2 separate regions of the Mus musculus genome follow, and region 1 is linked to region 2. Evidence: chromatin contacts called from public Micro-C data. All regions are on one chromosome and are shown on one strand. The core of a region is the stretch at or near the end of the contact, and the rest is flanking DNA. Distances in the headings are between cores, read along the strand shown.

Region 1 (3,853 bases), core at 320-2,819, 2.1 Mb after region 2:
GCGGCCATTGTAGGAAGTCTACAGTCCAGTGGAAGGTACCCCATAGCCTTAAGAATGTAAGCAGTATGTGACATGTAACTTGTCTTAAGCATGTGACAAGAATTGTACTCAGTGGGTGAAAAGAGGGGAGGAAGGAGGAGAAGGCAGAGCTGGGAGGAGATGAAGTTTGTAAGGACATGTGGGAGATGGTATCTAGAATGATTGGAGAGGGGAATGGGGGTATATATTGTTGCACAACATTGTTTAGTGTGTTAAATTGCCAAAGAATAAAGTTAAAATGTAAAACTCAAAGGACCTGGGCCTTTGGGAGATGGCTTGAGTAGGCAGGAACACTTGGTCTGCAAGCACGAAGACCTGAGTAGAAATCCCAACACCCAAGAAAACACTAGGCTTTGCTAAGTGCACCAGTAAAGCCAGCATTGTAGGATCCCAAGGATCCAAAAGAAGAGCTGTCAAGACAGCCTGAGCTTCTGATTCAGTGGGAGGCCCTGCCTTAATAAAAGGTGATAGCTATACAGAGAGACCCTGTCAGAAAGAAAGAAAGAAAGAAAGAAAGAAAGAAAGAAAGAAAGAAAGAAAGAAAGAAAGAAAGAAAGAAAGAAAGAAAGAAAGAAAGAAAGAGAGAGAGAGAGAGAGAGAGAGAAAGAGGGAGGGAGGGAGGGAGGGAGGGAGGGAGGGAGGGAGGGAGGGAGGGAGGGAGGGAGGGAGGGAGGGAAGAAAAGGAAAAGGTGAGAGAGGAAAACAGCCAACTGGTCTGGCATCCATATGTGCCTGCACACACATTCGCACATCCACATGCATGCAACACACACACAAACACACAGAATAGAGCTGAAGTGGCTAAACTCTCAAGCTCCTTCCAGCCTTTAGATTGTCCCTTTCTAGGTCCCAAGGCACTGCATGAAAGCCACAAAGAACAAGCACAAGCCTAGGCAGTCAGAGCAAGGCTCAGCCCAACCCATCTTTAAGACCCTTCATGCTACCTTAAGGTGCCCAAAGCACAAAGGGAAGAGCCGAGGGGAAAACGCGTATCCTGGGCCATTTGATCAGCTCAGACTTCAGTTGAAAGCTCTGAGGCATTAAGGAATTTCGATTGTGACTTAGAATTCCCCAGCAACTCTCCAAGAAGGATGGGGAAACTGTCTGGGTGTCCACATGGCATCTGGAAACCCCAGAAGTAACCAGCAGTTTGGGCGGCATTTACTATCAGGGTTTTCACTGCCGCTTCCAGGAGCCTCCCACAGCACCGACCACAGGTAGGGATCCTCCCCAGTGCCTACCGTCGCTTCCTATTACAGAGGTGTCTGAAACCGCGCTCTCCTGTGGACCAGCGTCCAACAGAATGTTCAGTTTCTAAGGCAGAGTGAAAATAAATCTGTTGGTGACAGTGAATGAAAATTTCTCTAGGCGAGATAAAAAAAAAAAAAGGAAATAATAAAAAAGAAAGAAAACACAAAAGCTCTGCATGTAGATTGCAGAAAGGAGAAAAATATTCTGAATTGTGAGACTTCTGGGTTTTCCCCTTCCCAGGAGGAAATGGGCTACTTAGGAGAAAGCTCCTCAGAATGGCAGCACCTGGACCACTTTCCAGCCGCTTTTGTCCTCACTAGGAAGGGGGCGGGGAGAAGATGCGTTCGTGGGGAAACATTGCCATCCAGTGGTCAACTTGTGCATTGCCCGATAAAAACAGGAAAGAAAAAAAAACGCTTGGTGACATTTTGTCAGTCAACTGATAAGTGCTGAGAATACTTGTCAGATGTCAGGCTGAGAATACTTGTCAGATGTCAGGCCAGATCATTGATACCACCCTTCAAACCTATAGGAATTCACACACACACACACACACACACACACACACACACACACACACACACACACACACACGGCACTCTAAAGGCTCCAAGGAGCGAACCAGCTGTGTGAATAAAAGAAGCAGAACTCAGAGCTGCTCTAGGACCCATTTGCCTGGCCATGTCCCAGAGACAACTGCTCCCAGTCACCCTGAAGGGTTGGTGCATGGTGATTCAGATGAGGCGGCTGCAAACAGCAGTTTCCACAGTACCCAGAAATGGGTTTTCCCAATTTCTGTTTGTGCCATGTAGCCTCCCACCGTCGTGAAGAATAAATATGCTTCCCTAGTTCCTTTATAGATAGACTTTGGGACAGAAGTCCAAATAGAGGGATGGATAGACTCACTGTTCCTCTTGGGTGATGACCTCAAGTCCTCAGCCAAGTCAATGGCCTTACGGAGGACGGGAGACCTACCTAGCTTATCTTTTCTTCCAGCTCGGCATGAGGGCTGAATGAGACATTGACTTTACTCTTTTTCACTTGGAGTAACTGACCTCTCAGACCAGCCTCCAGGTTTGGATTTCTCATCTCTTGTAAGTGATGGGTTTTTGCCTCCCTCCCCCAGCCCACTCTCCGCAGTTAGGACGGTACAGTTCCCCTTGATGATCTGGATGTAAATTCCCCCATCTACACCTACAAGGTATCATATGGTCAGAAGTCAATCTTTAAGATCATATCAACCACCAGACCCCCCAGAACTCCCAGGGACTAAGCCATCAACAAAGGAGTACACATGGCTCCAGCTGCATATGTAGCAGAGGATGGCCTTGTCATGCATCAATGGGAGGAGAGGTCTTGGTCCTATGAAGGCTCGATAGATGTCCCGTGTAGGACAATCAAGGGTGAGGAGCTCGGAATGGGTGGGTGGGTGGGTGGATGGAGTAACACCCTCATAGAAGCAGGGAGAGGGAGGATGTGATAGAAGGTTTCCAAGAAGGAGAGAAACCAGGAAAGGGGATAACATTTGAAATGTAAATAAAGAAAATATCCAATTTTTAAAAAAGGATCATTTGTTCTCGTGTAATTAGCCAGCAGCTTAATTTACAGTTTCTAAATTTTGGGGCATGACCTCATGTGGGGTCACATGGCTGAACTAACATGTTAATAAGAGGTTTGTGAACACAATGCCTAAAATTTAATTGAAAACCACATTCAGAATCCAAGGTGTGGATGGTGGAGTTTCCCAGACAGCATCGTGAGACTTCACTTTTCCCTGCATGTGTGGTCCCAGCAGGCAATATTCATAAATACTGAGCAGGTGGGTGTGAGACAGGGTCGCACTATTTCAACCAGGCTATCCTCCTGCCTCTGCCTCCCTAGTAGAGGGATTAAAGACCTGTGCCATCACACCTGGCTCCGATTCAAGGCTGTATTGGTAATAGAGATTTTAATTGAACTGCCATGTGTTTAACTGGACATACAAGGTTTCTTCTGCTTGTCGATACACAGTGCTTCCATTACGGAAAACAAAGATTGGTAACACCCCTACCATTCTTTAGCATGCATCGAGTGACTGTATCTTCAGGTTGCATTACATTAGAGAATTTTACCTGAAAAATTGCTAATCTGGGTTGCTGACTGTAGCTGTGAATTAGTTAAACTGCTTCTGCTCCCGGTGGGTCAGGCATGCACTACACCCATCCAAGAGCTCTCTGGATTCACAAATGAAAGACACACACATACACACACTCGAGTGGGCCAGCTAATTTTGATATGCCTTAACTAGCTCAATAGCTGAGCAATTCTAAATTTCCCTGTGGCTATTCCCTCTCCAGTATTCCTGTGTTAACATCTTTTAGAATCTATATTTATCTCTGCTACCCCACGCCCTGTTGGGGAGTGGCCACTTTCCCAGATCCTTATATGCCAGCAGGCCTTTAAGTTCCATCTTCCTGCTTCCCCCATCACGGCGAATCTCCATCCCTCGTCTCTCTCCTGGCCCCTCTCGCCAGTGCAATCTAAAAGTCCAGCCCGTGCAATTCTAAAAGAATTGGCTGTATGG
Region 2 (4,042 bases), core at 524-3,023:
CATAAGAGCCACTTACAGCACAGACAGAAGAAGTGTTCCTTTACTTGCCCATCAACCTTCCCTGTTAACAACTTGCTTGCCTCTCTCAGGACAGCTCTAGGCAGTTCTTCATCAAGTACAAGGGGTTCAGGGCCATCAGCATTACTTTCAGTTGGCAAGTCTTTTAGGACATGCACACAAACACAAACATACACATACACTCATCTTCTAGAATACACACACACACACACACACACTCATCTAGAACACATATACATACACTCATCTTCTAGAACACACACACACACACATCTTCTAGAACACACACATACACACACTCATCCTCTAGAACACATATGCACACACTCATCTTCTAGAACACACATATATACACACTCATCTTCTAGAAAACACATTCCTGTCTTCTGAAAAATACAGATATACACACTCACCTTCTAGATCTCTCTCTCTCACTCATCCTCTAGAACACATATGCACACACTCATCTTCTAGAACACACATATATACACACTCATCTTCTAGAAAACACATTCTTGTCTTCTGAAAAATACACAGATATACACATTCACCTTCTAGATCTCTCTCTCTCTCTCTCTCTCTCTCTCTCTCTCTCTCACCTGTGTCCGATGCCAGATCACTGATGCTCGGGAGTGGCCCAGCTTGTTGCGGCAGGGCCCCTTGTCATAATGTATCAGAAGGAAATCATCCTGTGAAGGTCAGAGAAAGGTCTACAGTGAATGCTGGATTTGGACTCTCAGTCTTTTGAACGCTTCAGTTTGTTTGATCTTTCCAGATACCCGGTGTGCGCGCACAGGAAAGAGTGAGAGCAGGGGCATGTATGTGCTGCACACCTGGAGACTGTTTCTCTTGACCACAGCCCTCTCCACAGAGCAGCAAGGAGGAGCTGTGAGCCTCGGGCAGTAGAGGGAGTCTTGGCCACATTTCGGTACTGAGCCAGAGGTCTCCTGGGTGTAGAGGCTGCCTCTGGAGTTTGTACCAACACAGGTGAGTGAAGAGAAAGATCAGGTTCTGAGTGTCAGGAGTTTTTCTGGGGCCTGCCTGTGTCAAATCCCACGGTATGAGAACAGCTTCTCATCAGGTGAGTCCTCCCTGAGCTCAGAACACTGCCATGCTTCTCTTTATTCAAGACCTAGTCCAGCAACCACCCTCTACCCACAAGGTCTCCCTCCACCTGCCTAGAGGGAGCAGGGGTCCTTTCATAGTGCGCAGAGAACTGTCCGGTCCATGTCTCTTTCCAGGTGGCCCTGCCTCACGTTCTCAGGACAGTCACCTCCAGACTGCCAGGTCCCTGGGCTGAATGAAGGCTTGTTATATTGGTCCCTCTGAGGATGATCATCCCTCAAATGTATCTCAGTCTGTATCAGCATCACCGAGTGTCAGGGACAGGCGTTCTCACCTCCACACATAGGAAGCCCTGCCTGTCCATCACGAGCACAGAAAACAGGAAGGAAAGGGCACCCAGCAGGCTAACACCCTTTGCTCGTTTTACCAAGGCCACCAACGGAAAGCTTCCTTTAAAGAATATCCATGGGGTCTACTATGACTGAAAGGACAAGAAAACCAGAGAAGCCTAGGATAGCAATCATCTGTCCCCTCAGACCAACACTAGGGGATAGTCGACCTAAAATGCCTCTCAAGCTGAAAGGGGAACCACCCTGGAGATTTCTGTTCTAAGGTCTAGCCCCCTAGACAGTGTGGCAGCAAACCCTGGCTTTTCCGATGCAGTTCCAGGCGATGACCACTGGAGGCAGAAGCTCAACAGCTGTCTCACCCTCCTTGGACAGGTGAGCTCACAGCCTCTTTCTTCTAGCTCCAGATGTGTCTCTGTTGAAACTCCATCTGGCCACTTCTGCCCGCCGAGTGCTCTCCTCTTGGAGTCTTAATTGCCTTTTCCTTCACATGGATGTTAATAGTACATTACCCCAGAGGACAGCTTGAGTGCGCTTGTCTCAGGTTTTGTTTGTTTGTTTGTTTGTTTGTTTTTTCTCCAATCTGCCTATCACAGCATCTTATTCTGTGGGCTCTCTAAAAGGCGTTGAAGTCCTTTTCTAAAGCACACATTGAGCCACAGGGCATCAGCTACTGGACAGTCTTTACTGATGTCTGCCCTTGGAAATGGGTACTGGTCATCCAATCCTCCTAGATAGCCTGTGGCAAATAAAAACTTGCAGAGCACACCCCATGGAGAGTGTGACCACCCTGGCAGAGGTAGAAATATTCTAAAGAGACACTTGGGACACCAGTAGCTTGAACCCGTAGCTCATCAATTCAGCTAGACTGGCTGTCCAAGGAGCTCCAGTCATCCCCCTGCCTCTGGCTTCCCAGCCCTGAAATAATAGGTCCTGACTTCAGTGCCAGCTTTTATGCCAGCCTCTAAGACTATTAAAAAAATGGACTCCAAGGACTTGGGGTTTTCCCATGAGTCTCAAGATGAAAGAAGAAATAAGCTGAAGTCTGGTACAAAGGGGAGCTGTGGTTGTCACTCTCAGGAAAAGTTCACGACTTCGTGACAACTCATCAGGCTACCTTGCAGCAAAGCCTAGAGCTGAGACAACAACGGCCAGGACCACACCTTGGCCATGGCTGCTAGACTCTGTCTTCTATCTTGACCCCTATTTAAACCTAAACCTCAGGCTGGTACCTGGCAGAGGAGTCCAGGGGGTGAGGGCAGGGTCACCGGACTCCTTTTCCTGTTCCTCCTCCCAGTGCGACCACACTGAACACATACACATCTCTCTGCTTCTCAACTGGGTAGCCAAGTCTAGTTGTGAGAGCTACTGAAGTCCAGGCATTGATCCTGACAGTTCTGGTAATAACACGGAACCCCAGGCAAAGAGCAAGCTCACTTTCCAGATTCTGCTAGGGGTTCTATCCAATCAGTCCTTGCATGGCTGCTTTGCCAGGTATCCAGGTCCTGAGGGAGGTCAAAGCCTTCAACCTCACACACAGAGAAGAGTTACTCCATCCTGGCTTCAGCTCCTCCCACCAGCATTCCTTGCCACATCAAGCCTTTCTCGTGTCCAATTCTTTTGTAACCACTGGCTTCAACATCTCTTGTTCTATTTGGCAGGTGAACAAACTCTTGCTCAACTTCCACGTCCCCAGCCACCCCCATCCTCTAGCCTCTGGTCCTATATCACTCTGCATAGTGGATTGATTTCACACCCATCAAAAATCGCCCCCTCTGTGGGTTGCCATGCACTTCCTGCCTGGCTGTGTGTGTTATCTGCTTTCTTTGGTATATGACATAACTTTAGGAGGGGATCATTTTGGCTCACAGTCTGAAAGGATTATAAAGCCTGGCTTCACACAGGAGCTTGAGGCAGATTGAAGGTCACATTGAAGCCAGTCAGCTTCCTCACCCTTGTTCAGGCGAGGACTTCAGCCTACATTTTTCCTCACTTAATACCATCTAGAAACCTCTTCACAGACATGCCCAGACGTGGGTTTCCATGTAAAATATATATCCCATCAAGCTGACCCATCACAGAGGAAAACCATGAATGTTAACATACTGGGTTGTCTTTCCAAAGAAAAAGATGTATAGAATCTGTCTTCCATCCAGAAGGCTGGGAGATGGAGGTGGTCAACAGTCTAGGACCTCTGTACTATCTATACGGACAGGGGATGCTCCAAGCTCTCACAATAAGGACTACAGGTGGCTAATAGCCCAGATGACCCCTCTGCTATCTGTATCACCCAGACCACAGCAGATCCTCTCTTAGGCCCTTAAGACAATACATGTACCCTACCTCTTGAAGCCATCGTCACAGAAGTGACATGTATTTTGAGAAGAGTTTCGATGTAATCACGCCTCTTTGTGTACTCAGGAATGTGTTAAATAGCTTTCCAAATTGTGCTGTACTGAAACATGCCTAAAATGAGCTGCTCGTGGTCAGACTCTAGAAGTTTGAACCAGCACTGGTTACCTATGGAATCATGTAGAACCAGATAGCCTTTTTGCCTCACTACGAACCTTACTCTGATGTTTGCGGAGACCCCAACACTCTTCAAAGCAAAG

The links. Hi-C and Micro-C count contacts between places; a contact is called where the count stands out from the background.
Region 1: a Micro-C map of palatal mesenchyme shows a contact between it and region 2, with 4 times the contacts expected there. The contact joins two enhancer-like sites. A contact is called at or near these places in 13 of 484 Hi-C or Micro-C datasets (the G1E-ER4 cell line, the N1E-115 cell line, cardiomyocytes and 9 more) and 1 of 115 datasets of contacts at active chromatin or transcription factors (astrocytes).

What each region holds. Positions count from the first base shown.
Region 1 is chr12:28,430,997-28,434,849 of GRCm38.p6, forward strand. No RefSeq gene overlaps it. Among named protein-coding and RNA genes, the nearest start is that of Gm25564, 83 kb to the left of the region's middle. Within about 2 kb of position 1,570, at least 68 of the 459 cell types and tissues checked have an H3K27ac peak or open chromatin away from gene starts, as enhancers often do. A contact at or near this core is called in palatal mesenchyme, where this site is marked.
Region 2 is chr12:26,313,403-26,317,444 of GRCm38.p6, forward strand. It overlaps Rnf144a (ring finger protein 144A), which reads right to left. Exons shown (of 10, transcript NM_001081977.2): 9 at 618-707. Among named protein-coding and RNA genes, the nearest start is that of 4930549C15Rik, 31 kb to the right of the region's middle. Within about 2 kb of position 1,774, at least 27 of the 459 cell types and tissues checked have an H3K27ac peak or open chromatin away from gene starts, as enhancers often do. A contact at or near this core is called in palatal mesenchyme, where this site is marked.